Regions from separate parts of the Hordeum vulgare genome. Here region 2 is linked to region 1. A link is a contact called in public Hi-C data. All regions are on one chromosome and are shown on one strand. Each heading gives the region's core, a stretch centred on a gene start, on an enhancer-like site or on the middle of the called end of the contact. The rest is flanking DNA. Distances are from core to core; before and after follow the strand shown. Region 1 holds the start of LOC123449925 (beta-fructofuranosidase, insoluble isoenzyme 1-like). Region 2 holds the start of LOC123447457 (KHG/KDPG aldolase-like).

What was found. Hi-C and Micro-C count contacts between places; a contact is called where the count stands out from the background.
Region 2: a contact with region 1 is called in a Hi-C map of leaf, with 6 times the contacts expected there. The contact joins the promoter of LOC123447457 here to the promoter of LOC123449925 in region 1. A contact is called at or near these places in 4 of 6 Hi-C or Micro-C datasets (leaf and seedling) and 1 of 1 datasets of contacts at active chromatin or transcription factors (embryo).

Annotation. Positions count from the first base shown.
Region 1 is chr4H:598,031,797-598,038,085 of MorexV3_pseudomolecules_assembly, reverse strand. LOC123449925 (beta-fructofuranosidase, insoluble isoenzyme 1-like) reads left to right here and starts at 2,610. Exons shown (of 7, transcript XM_045127295.1): 1 at 2,610-2,881; 2 at 3,594-3,602; 3 at 3,739-4,607; 4 at 4,734-4,892; 5 at 5,403-5,647; 6 at 5,819-5,909; 7 at 6,011-6,289. The coding sequence starts at 2,692. The coding sequence ends at 6,196.
Region 2 is chr4H:598,238,767-598,245,018 of MorexV3_pseudomolecules_assembly, reverse strand. It overlaps LOC123447457 (KHG/KDPG aldolase-like), which reads left to right and starts at 3,412. Exons shown (of 10, transcript XM_045124060.1): 1 at 3,412-3,582; 2 at 3,706-3,760; 3 at 3,992-4,027; 4 at 4,124-4,168; 5 at 4,508-4,591; 6 at 4,927-4,992; 7 at 5,107-5,145; 8 at 5,363-5,462; 9 at 5,707-5,988; 10 at 6,102-6,252. The coding sequence starts at 3,449. The coding sequence ends at 5,858.

The sequences.
Region 1 (6,289 bases), core at 1,361-3,860:
TTATTGTCCATGCTATAATTGTATTGAATGAAGACTCATTTACATGTGTGGATACATAGACAAAAACACCGTCCCTAGCATGCCTCTAGTTGGCTAGCCAGTTGATCGATGATAGTCAGTGTCTTCTGATTATGAACAAGGTGTTGTTGCTTGATAACTGGATCACGTCATTGGGAGAATCACGTGATGGACTAGACCCAAACTAATAGACGTAGCATGTTGATCGTGTCATTTTGTTGCTACTGTTTTCTGCGTGTCAAGTATTTATTCCTATGACCATGAGATCATATAACTCACTGACACCGGAGGAATGCTTTGTGTGTATCAAACGTCGCAACGTAACTGGGTGACTATAAAGATGCTCTACAGGTATCTCCGAAGGTATTAGTTGAGTTAGTATGGATCAAGACTGGGATTTGTCACTCCGTGTGACGGAGAGGTATCTCGGGGCCCACTCGGTAATACAACATCACACACAAGCCTTGCAAGCAATGTAACTTAGTGTAAGTTGCGGGATCTTGTATTACGGAACGAGTAAAGAGACTTGCCGGTAAACGAGGTTGAAATAGGTATGCGGATACTGACGATCGAATCTCGGGCAAGTAACATACCGAAGGACAAAGGGAATGACATACGGGATTATACGAATCCTTGGCACTGAGGTTCAAACGATAAGATCTTCGTAGAATATGTAGGATCCAATATGGGCATCCAGGTCCCGCTGTTGGATATTGACCGAGGAGTCTCTCGGGTCATGTCTACATAGTTCTCGAACCCGCAGGGTCTGCACACTTAAGGTTCGACGTTGTTTTATGCGTATTTGAGTTATATGGTTGGTTACCGAATGTTGTTCGGAGTCCCGGATGAGATCACGGACATCACGAGGGTTTCCGGAATAGTCCGGAAACGAAGATTGATATATAGGATGACCTCATTTGATTACCGGAAGGTTTTCGGAGTTACCGGGAATGTACCGGGAACGACGAATGGGTTCCGGGAGTTCACCGGAGGGGGGCAACCCACTCCGGGGAAGCCCATAGGCATTTGGGGGGGTCACACCAGCCCTTAGTGGGCTGGTGGGACAGCCCACCAAACCCCTATGCGCCAAGAGAGAAAAAATCAAAGGAAAGAAAAAAAAAAGGGAGAAGTGGGAAGGGGGAAGGACTCCCTCCCACCAAACCAAGTAGGACTCGGTTTGGGGGGGGAGAGTCCTCCCCCTTGCTCGGCCGACCCCTTGGGGATCCCTTGGACCCCAAGGCAAGGTCCCCCACCCTCCTCCTATATATATGGGGCTTTTAGGGCAGATTTGAGACGACTCTCTCGCGGCTGCCCGACCACATACCTCCATAGTTTTTCCTCTAGATCGTGTTTCTGCGGAGCTCGGGCGGAGCCCTGCTGAGACAAGATCATCACCAACCTCCGGAGCGCCGTCACGCTGCCGGAGAACTCTTCTACCTCTCCGTCTCTCTTGCTGGATCAATAAGGCCGATATCATCGTCGAGCTGTACGTGTGCTGAACGCGGAGGTGCCGTCCGTTCGGTACTAGATCGTGGGACTGATCGCGGGATTGTTCGCGGGGCGGATCGAGGGACGTGAGGACGTTCCACTACATCAACCGCGATCTCTAATCGCTTCTGCTGTACGATCTACAAGGGTACGTAGATCACTCATCCCCTCTCGTAGATGGACATCACCATGATAGGTCTTCGTGCGCGTAGGAAAATTTTTGTTTCCCGTGCGACGTTCCCCATCAGGAGAGGCTTCTGCGGGACGCCAGGGGCTTCTGCGGGCCAGACACGCGGAGGCGACGCCCGTGGCCGCGATGTGGGAGGCCGCGATCCAGACGCAGCGATCCCTTGTAGCCATGGGCTTGCTCGGGCGTCGGCGACTGGTTTTCTTCTTACTTTTAACTGTTTCTTCCCTCGTGTTCTTCTCGATCTCGAAATCGCTCAGATGGAGAGCGTGCTAATAACGTGTTAGAATGAATCCTCTTGTCTTTCATTAGATGAATATGGATATATATACAAGGAGAAGAGATGCAATGAAGAGGCATCTATTCGGGAGAGATGGCAGTTACAAGGGGAGATTACCCATAATTTAACACATGTTAATTAAACTCTAACAGTATAAACACAATTTTGTACTGTATTAAGGTGTGGCAGCCGTCACACCTTGGCCATTGGAGTCCTCCGGCGATGCATGCATGCAAGTATTAAATAAATTATTTATATATAAGAAAACATCATTATTTTTTGTCTCGTTTAATGTTGGTGGTCTTGTATAAGTGCAGTGATGGAGTATGACAAATCTAGTGATATTATTTAGTACCGTTGATAATGATGTTTTTATCGACAAGCTCGATCAAACATCAAAATGTTAACATAGAGTAACAAGCAAACCATGCCTTGTGGACTTGACCGGATGGAGTGGTAGTGGTAGTAGTACCACTTTTCTCATACGTATTTGAAAACGAAACTGCGGATTGATCGGTTGCAAAATTCCAAGCAGCGTCCACCAATCACATGCCGCATAGAAAATTCATCCAGTTGGTCGTACGCGCTAACCCCGAGTATTATATAAACTCCCCCATTGCTGTGCTCTTCTCGCCATCCATCCATCCATCCATCCATCCCTGTCTCCCCCAACCCTCCCTTGTCTTCCCTCCCCCTCTTAACTCCAAGCGGGCAAGCAATGGGGACTCCGAAATGGTGGGTGGTCGCGCCATTGGCGTTGCTGCTCCTCCTGCAGCTCGCCGGCGCGTCCCACGACGTCCGCCGGAGCCTCGAGGCCGAGGCGGCGACGCCGTCCGTGCCGGCCTCCATTCTCAGCCCCCTGCTCCGGACGGGCTACCACTTCCAACCCCCCATGAACTGGATCAACGGTAAGATACTGCTCTTGCCGAACTTGCCTGAATCTTCTCCGCTCTGTCTTCAAGCAAGATATACCTATCGTTCATAAATACACACATAATATGTAGCAAGAACATGTCGGGCCATAGATAGAGAGATACATGTCCGTAATGCCGATGCTTATTTTAGATGTGTGTCTTGTTCGTCATGGGGGCGGATACAACATCACAGACAGCAGATAGGTCTGAGAATTCAAGAAAGATAAGACATACTAGTAGTATAAATTAGAGTAGTTGCTTAGTTTCTGGCGAGTTTGTAGCCAAGTGTTAGTTTGACCAGCAAAAGATTGCAGCCCGGCCGGCCGGCCGGCGAGGGCGTGTCAAAATTGATGGCTTTCTTTCTCTCTCTCTCTCTCGCCGTGGTCGTTAGGGAGTCATGCAGCTGTTTCATTGAGAAAAGTCGAGCTGCAGGTTCAAAGATTTCGTAGTAGCCGACAACGATGGAGTCGTCCAGATCACCATGACACGAATCGTTGCTCCGGATATAATATTACGTCCGATCTGTATTTACGCAGTACTACTATATATATGTATATATGTTAATATTATAGACTTGTTGTTTTGTTTACTACGTAGAGCTTATTGTGATGCTTGGTTCTAACTAGCTTGTTTTTTTTTTCCTTGCCTCTTGTTGGTGTGTCTGATTGCGATTGCTGGGACGGCGAATTAAACTCATGGATTCCAGATCCAAATGGTACGACTTTGCAACCCGTTTCTTGTACTTGTCTCTGTCTTGTACTGTTGCCCACCCAGATCTGTCACTATTTGCATGAATGTTTTGGGAGGTTTGAGCTGAGATGTGTGATGATGAATCTTGGAACAATGAACAGGGCCGCTCTACTACAAGGGATGGTACCACTTGTTCTACCAGTACAACCCCAAGGGCGCGGTGTGGGGCAACATCATCTGGGCGCACTCGGTGTCCCGCGACCTCATCAACTGGATGGCGCTGGAGCCGGCCATCAAGCCCTCCATCCCCACCGACCAGTACGGCGTCTGGTCCGGCTCCGCCACCATCCTCCCGGACGGCACGCCGGCGATGCTCTACACCGGGATCGACCGCCCGGGCACCAACTACCAGATCCAGAACATCGCCTTCCCCAAGGACCCCTCGGACCCGCTGCTCCGGGAGTGGGTCAAGCCCGGGTACAACCCCATCGCCGTGCCGGAGGCCGGCATGAACGCCACCCAGTTCCGCGACCCGACCACCGCCTGGCACGCCGGCGACGGGCTGTGGCGGATGCTGGTGGGCGGGCTCAAGCCCGGCACGCTCCGCGGCATGGCCATCCTGTACCGGAGCCGGGACTTCAAGCACTGGGTCCGCGCCAAGCACCCGCTCCACTCGGCGCTGACCGGCATGTGGGAGTGCCCGGACTTCTTCCCGGTGCGCGAGCCGGGGCACCCCGGCGGCCTCGACGCCTCCGAGTTCGGCCCGCACTACAAGTACGTGCTCAAGAACAGTCTCGACCTCACCCGCTACGACTACTACACCGTGGGCACCTACAACAACAGGACGGAGCGGTACGTCCCCGACAACCCCACCGGCGACGTCTACCAGCGGCTCCAGTACGACTACGGCAACTTCTACGCGTCCAAGACCTTCTACGACCCGGCCAAGAACCGCCGCGTGCTGCTCGGCTGGGCCAACGAGTCCGACAGCGTCGCCCACGACAACGCCAAGGGATGGGCCGGCATCCACGTACGTCCCAACCAATCCCTTCTACCATGTGCTCCGCTCGCTGCATCGTCGTCCTTCCTTAGCAATGTCCAGTTAAATAGTACGTATATGTTTGAACTGACTGGGTGTGCATGGATGGATGTACAGGCAATCCCGAGGAAGATATGGCTGGATCCGAGCGGCAAGCAGCTGCTGCAGTGGCCGGTGGAGGAGCTGGAGCAGCTGAGGGGCAAGGCTGTGAGCGTGGGTGACAAGGTGGTCAAGCCCGGCCAGCACTTTGAGGTCACTGGCCTACAGTCCTACCAGGTCAGTAACACACAAGAATGCATTTGGATTAATATATATTACTATAGCTAGACAAGCAAACGTAGCATTGTTGCCATCAGTGTTGGTCGCTGTCTAGGTAGCTTCTGGTCCATGCGTCGATTCTTCTTGCGTGCCCAATTCCGGCTTGTCCTGGTCAGCATCGGCATCAGCTTCTGGTCCACGGCCGGATTTCGCTAGCTAGATCTTGCTTGCTTGCTTGGTTGGTTGGTTTCAAGCTACCCTCCTATATATGTTTTACATTCACACGTATATCTGCATCCATCATCCTCACCCGCCCACACGATATGAACGGTCTTTTGTCACCTATGTATGTATGTTGTAAATCACGCAACAAGTCAGCCCGTCAATGCCGTGGATGCATCTTGTTGATCCAGATACATAGAGTACATCACTTCCTGCATGCGTGCACTCCAAGTTTCATTTCCAAACAAGCTTCTAATTTTGATATATAGTACTATAGTAATCGATGGACTTGTTTTTTACGTACAGTCTGACGTGGAGGTGAGCTTCGAGGTGGCGAGCCTGGACAAGGCAGAGCCGTTCGATCCGGCCTACGCCAACGACGCGCAGAAGCTGTGCGGGATGAAGAACGCCGACGCCAAGGGCGGGGTTGGGCCCTTTGGCCTCTGGGTCCTGGCCTCTGCCGACCTTGCCGAGAAGACCGCCGTCTTCTTCAGAGTCTTCAAGGATGGATATGGCAAGCCCCTCGTCCTCATGTGCAGTGACCCCACCAAGTATGCATGATTCCACCCACCCAATATCCCCTTTCATCTCCCCTCAACTTCTCACTCGATGAAAAACAATCTCTCTCCATAGATTTCAAGTGTAAATCCATAGGAGGGGGATGTTGCTATTACATTTTAACTCACTTAGCCAATTTCCTTTGTGTGTGTGTGTGGCCACAGATCATCTCTCACCCCGGGCCTATACAAGCCGACGTTCGCCGGGTTCGTCGACACCGACATTTCATCCGGGAAGATCTCCTTGAGAAGCTTGGTACGTAGTACCAAGCAACATCGTTTTTGACCGGTGTATTTCCATGGGATGGGGGTGCTAGAATCGCATGTGTTGACCGACATTCATTTCTGTGTTTTCAGATCGACCGTTCCGTGGTTGAGAGCTTCGGCGCCGGAGGGAAGACCTGCATCCTCTCGAGAGTGTACCCGTCCATGGCGATCGGGAAAGACGCGCATCTCTACGTGTTCAACAATGGGGAGACGGATATCAAGGTATCCCAACTCAAGGCGTGGGAGATGAAGAAGCCCATGATGAATGGCGCCTAAGTTGTACTACATGTTTTCTTGGGGGTTTCGTTTTTGGCTTAGGCATCGTTGTCCCGTTCGATGTCGATTTACAACACATGAGTGATTAATTGC
Region 2 (6,252 bases), core at 2,163-4,662, 210 kb before region 1:
ATGACATCTTTGGTGGAGCGGTGCTTCATCATACACATTGATGACGATGGATCTTGATGGCATGGCGCCCTGGAGATTAGGCGCCTGATGTGCGATGACGGACACGCGCAGGAGGGCGACGCCGTCTGGCGTCGTGGTGGCGTCTACGACAACTAGACTCGGCAAGGTAGATGCATCAGTACAGCTCTGAAGATGGATTGGTGGCAGGTGGCGACGACGGCCTCTGGGTGTGCGCGGGACCGGTGGGTGCCCCATATCCAACATGTGGCTTGGTTGGGGCCTCACATCCTAGATGTTAGGTTTGACTGTGAGGTCTGTTTGGTATTAGGCCTAGACTATCAACATCCCTTCATCAACTGAATAGAAGTATCGACAAATGTTGCGTGGATGATGGCTTCAGTCTTACTGTTGTATTATTTTATAAGGTATTTTATGTATTATTAATAAAGTGACTACATGCATCGTCCAGATGTAGAGGCCGGAGGTTGTTCTCTTAAAAAAAAACCGCGGCATCCATGCTGGACACGATCATCTCTTACGCGGATGTTCGTCCATCGTGCTTAAACATGTTTCACCATTTAACCAGGTTTTTGCGCATGCTTATTCCTTACCAACTTATTAGTAAAACTAGTTTTTGAAAGAAAAAAAATCCTAATAGAACGTGTTTTGTTAAAACTAGGCGTTAATTCCGTTTATCAAGACAACAACCAAGGCCTAAATCTCGGGAACAAGCATATTCATCCTCTCAGCTCCGCCTTAAAGCATGTCCAGCCGGGCCCCCAACAGGCCTTTTTTCAGATTATTTTTTTCGTTGGCGAAGAAAAAACGGCTCAGTCGTGTCCCGAGGAATCAGTTTTTTGCCGGTTAGGGTCGAAATTGGCCCCGTCGGTCCCAGCCCGAACCCAGCGTGCTGGGAGGCGTCCAGGAACGCCGGCGGAAGAAAAAAACGACGCGTTACCCCCCCCCCCCCCCGCCCCGTCAGGCGAAAAAAGGCCTTTTCTTTTTCGGATCCACCGCTCGCGTACCACCCATTTCTTCACCGTGCCAATTCCGGCGCCACCCACCGACCTACTTCTGCTACAAAGGCCATCACCCTGTCGACGAACGTAGGGTTCGCCGTGGCTTCGCCACCCCGTGCTTCTTGGCGAGTTTTCGTGGCGCTCTGGGCATGGATGCGGCCGCGCGTCCGTCACGCCCGCCAGGTGTTCGGCAATTTGCCTGGGCGATGGACTCTGACGACGAGGAGGTGTTCGCGACACTATTGGAGGAGGAAGCCGATGCCGACGCCCATGATGAAGAGCACCTCATGGTCCTCGCCCCTCTGGCCGGCCTGTTCGCGAGCAATGCAAAGCCACGGCGAGGTGGCTCAGCGCCAGGCCCACTGAAGGCAAAGCAAGGGAAAAACTATCCATTTGCTTGACAAGGGATGTACAAAGGCGTCAAAGGAGGTTGCAGTGTGGTACTTGAAGATGTGGTCACACATGACCTCCGGATTTGGCACTCCTTCTTTGGTATGCCAGGAACTCACAATGACATCAGCGTACTGCAGTGTTCGAATGTCTTTGCTAAGCTTGTTGAAGGTCATGCTCCTCTGGTTAACTACGAGGTCAATGGGCACCACTACAACAAGGGATACTACCTAGCAGATGACATCTATCCGAGATGGTCCATATTTATGAAGACTATCTCAAATCCTGCACCACGAGGCAAGAACTCCTATTTTTCCAAGCGTGGATATCGAGCGGGCATTTGGTGTGCTTCAATCTCGTTTTGCTGTTGGCCGGGACACCGCTCAGACCTGGTCGAAAGATCAAATGTGGGAAGTCAAGACTTGATGTGTGGTCTTGCACAACATGATCATTGAGAGCGAGTAGGAGGAGCCAGTGTTTGACACTAAACCATATTACATGCAAGGTCCTCTTGCCCAAGTTGATCATGAGCTACCGGCAACCTGGACTGTCTTTCACAACATGCGTTAGGAGATCCGAGACCCACACGTGCATTAACAATTGCAACACGATTTGGTGGAGCACCTATGGAGGCTCAAGGGCAACGCCTAGCTCAATTTTTGATTTGTATTGACTTGTTAAGCTATTTTTTGATTTGTATTGATTTCTGTGATGAACTATGTGATAAAAAAATAACTATTGTTATTCAATTTGTGTCGAAGCATGCTGAATATGGGCCAATTTTACACCGAAAGTGGGCCGAAAGCGGCGACTGGGGAAGCCCTTGGGGGGGGGGGGGGGGGCTGGGAACCCAAGCCCCCACACCGTTTTTCCACCGGCGCACCCCCAGGCAGCACTATTTCAGGCCCCTGTGGGGGCGAACGGCTGGAGATGCTCTTAGACCAGAGGTGTGCATCATCCTGGATATACTGAACCACCAGTAGGAAAGTAGAGGACTGAATCGAGTCAAGGACACATGCGTTATGTGTTTTCACCATGCCCATGCCGTGAGAATGAGGACCAAGGAAGGCCTTTATAGAGAAAACACGGGTGCTTCGGGTCAGTGGCGGAGACAGAGGGGGCACGAGAAGGGGGCTTGGCCCCCCTTAAGAGCAACCCCAACCGGCCGACACAAACGGATGACGTTTTTGTCCGTTTGGGTCGGCCCGACGGACATCAACATCGACTTCCGTGTTTGGGTCGGCGCGTGCGCCCAACGCTGGCCCGACCCATTTTGACGACGCGTAATTTTTTTACAGATATTTCTGAAAATAAAAAAAGCATAAACTAAACATTAAAGCTAGCCACGAAGGCTGGCGAGAGTCCACACGTCCCCAACTCCCCATTATGTTAAACTACGCGCTACCCTAGGCGTCCTCTTGTCGGCGTCGAGGCCGGTGAGGTTAGGTTGTGCTGGCGCGCGCAGTGTTGGTGGCAACGGTGGCGGCGGTAGCGCAACACGGGCGCGCTCCTCCGCCAGGCGCAACGCCCTCCTATGCTGGAGGTAGGCGACATCTTCTGGGCGCAGCGCGCGGTGATAGACGACGGGGGCTCGGATTAAAAAAGGCCAACCGCGATCGCTCACGCGTGGGCCCGAGGAGGATGACCGTCATTAATTAAGTTGACCGCGGATAGTTGGATGACCGACGGGTGTGGATGGGACGGACACCGAGAGGGCACGCGTGTCCGCTTCGCGTCCGCGCCAACACATTTCCATCTCAAATTTGGGCCGGAAATGGGTTGGCGCGGACGCGAAGCAGACATATTAACACGAAAAGTTTCAGAAAAATATGGATCAAGTTTGAGAAAAAGACGAGAACACGAAATTTAGCCGCAGGAGGTCACTCACCAATGCGCGGGAGACAGATGGGTTCTTTGGATACTTGTGGACTGGAAGGATGGTTCGCGCAATCAGTTACACCATGAGGCTTGTTCTGCAAATGTTCCATCGGCCCACATCCTGTTTCCTCTTTCACATCCAACGGCTAGCGCCACCCAGGATGCTCATGCTCGTCGCCGCAGCACGGCTGCCTCTTCTCGCCTCCCAGCCTCGCCGGCGAGATCCGCCGCGGCCACCGAAGGCGCTCGCCGCCATACTGCGCTCGCGCGTCATTGCCTGCCTCCGCGCGCAAGAGTAAGCGAAAGGCTGTCCTCCGCCCGGTCCACGCTGCACGCCACCTGTTCGGCGCTTGGCCTCGCCGGAGCAGAGCCCAAGGATTCGCGGCTGACCCTTGTCTCCTTCGCTCCCCCCTTGCAGCGGCGAGACGGCGATGCAGGCGGCCCACGCGGCAGTTCGCGGCGGCGTCTCCGTGGTGAGTCAGTTGCTCCGATGCATTCTCTGGTTTCGCCGGGCGCGTGGAGTCGTAGGGTGTTCTCTGTTCTGAATATATTGTTTGCTTGTAAAGGAGTATTTCCTTGCCTGTTGCTTGCAAATGAGGAACCATCCATGCCAGACTTTTCTTTACATGCTAGCATTGTTTTGTTCATTTGGTGTTTTATTATTTCTTGTCTTGGTGCTAACAAACATATGCAATGTTGTTCAGCTAGAAATCGTAATGTCCACTCCTGGAGTGCTAGAGGTGGGCCTCTCTCGCAATTCGTCTGCAACTTTTGCCCATTAACCATTATCGTTGCTGCTTGCTAGCTTTTGATTCATCGATAAATCTTCAAAACAGGTTGTTGAGGATCTTTGTAGGAGTTATCCTTCCTTGACATTTGGGGTGAGTCTTTGGCATTTGCATCATTCCTTGAACATATGGCTTGTCAGCTAACTGCCATATATATATATATGTGTTGTGAAGCCTGGTCTTTTTATATAATCTTCAAAACGTGATACTCTTATTACCAAGTACCATGTCCATGGCTTTTACAGCCTTTACACCTGAACTTTTAAGACTTGCCGTGTGAGTGTCGCAATGCCCCACTGCGTTTCTTGGAAAGTAATACTCACAATTTACTACTCCATCAAAGCTGTCCCACACAACCCCTGCATGCTAACTATAAGCAACAGTGTTAGGTTGCTTATGATGCATTCTGATCTTCCTGCACTCTATACTTAGGTTGGTACGGTCCTCAATGCTGATGATGCAAGGAAAGCCATTAGAGCTGGTGCACAGTTTCTCATGAGCCCTGGTACAGTCATGGTAAGAGTTATAGTAGTATTGCATTTGTAATAATGTTTATTTTGCTACAAATGCACGTGTTTCCCATAGTCTGTGATTACTGGTTATGCACATCACTAGGGACATTCCGTGTACAGTTTGGCAAGGTAACATATTTGATATTAGAGATCCTTACAGGCCTGTAGTATAGGATTTAGGGTGCCAATAATTTATTGCAAATTTGATCCATTTGCTTCCAATTACTTCAGTATATCTAATACTCCTAGAAATCTATCATCTGCTATTTGGTGATTGTAGTGTTTGCATCCTACACAGTATATAAATGTTAATTGATTCTTTCAATCTTATTGTTTAAGGAAATACTTTATGATCTTGATGGAAGTGAAATTCTATATATTCCAGGAGTGCTGACACCAACTGAGGTATGTACTACATTCCACATACGAACTTGCATGACATTTAGTGATGCTGGCGGTGAAATTTAGAGTAGTGGACATAATTTTATTCTCACATCGTTGTTATATTTGGCTTTGCAGGTTATATCTGCTTACAATGCTGGTGCTAACGTCGTTAAGGTTCCATGACTTATACCTCTCCTTGTAGTTATAGTAAAGACATATCAGAGCATCAACAATATATTAGATGATAACTTTTGTCAGATATTGTAAAACAATGTACTTTTTCACGACCATTTTGTATGTCACTTTCTTTTGTGATGAATAAATGTGTTAGTTTTCCGTTCTGCTTATAGGCATATGACACTAGGTTGTTTTTGTGGTCTGCTTTAATTAGGTGTACCCAGTTTCAGTGATGGGTGGAGAGATGTACATGTCTGCTCTAAAGAAACCATTTCCTCTTGTACCAATGGTTGCTTCTCAAGGAATTACCATAGGTAAGTAGCCTTGTCTAGCATCCATCATGGGCCCCTATTTCCTCTATTTTCTTTTCCTTTTTTTTTTTTGCGAATATCGTCCCTACTTTCTGTTGGTGTCTAAGTAGCAACCTCCACATGTTTGTTTCATAATACTGAGACTCTTTCAAAGAAACAGAGTAATTGCGCAACTTATTCAAAGTGTAAATATCGGTTAGCTGTATGAAACTATTCACTTTGATGCTATGGCCACTGTCGTATACAGGTTCAATCAAGTCGTACATGGAGGCAGGGGCATCTGCAGTGGTGCTGTCCGATGCTATCTTTGGCAAAGAGTTGATGAGAGAAAGGGATTTCATAGGAATTTCAGCGCTTGCAAATCAGGCCACTTTACAGGCATCACAGCGTGGAAGATGAGGCAAAACCAAAAACCGACTACTGTGCAAGCATTGCAGTTCAGAAAATGGGATATAGTGCTTTTCTGATATTGCTTGGCTTGGGATTAACAATACCATCCACTTACATTCCCTGCTCTCCATGAGAAGAGGTAAAACAACTGAAATTTTATCAAGAGATAGAACAACTGAAATTTTATCAACGGGTAAAGTAGAAATGGTTTAATCTGTTCTGAAGAAAACTAAGAATGATATCTCTTTTCAGGAAGAAGTCGATTATGTTTCCCTGGTACTGAGGCCCTCACCGTCCGGACGGTCTCTTCAGTCGGCTCGCCACCGTTGCTGCCCCAGTGTTGCCAACAGATGGCTAGTTAACATAGGAGATTAATCCAATCTCATTCAGCTGCTGCTACCAC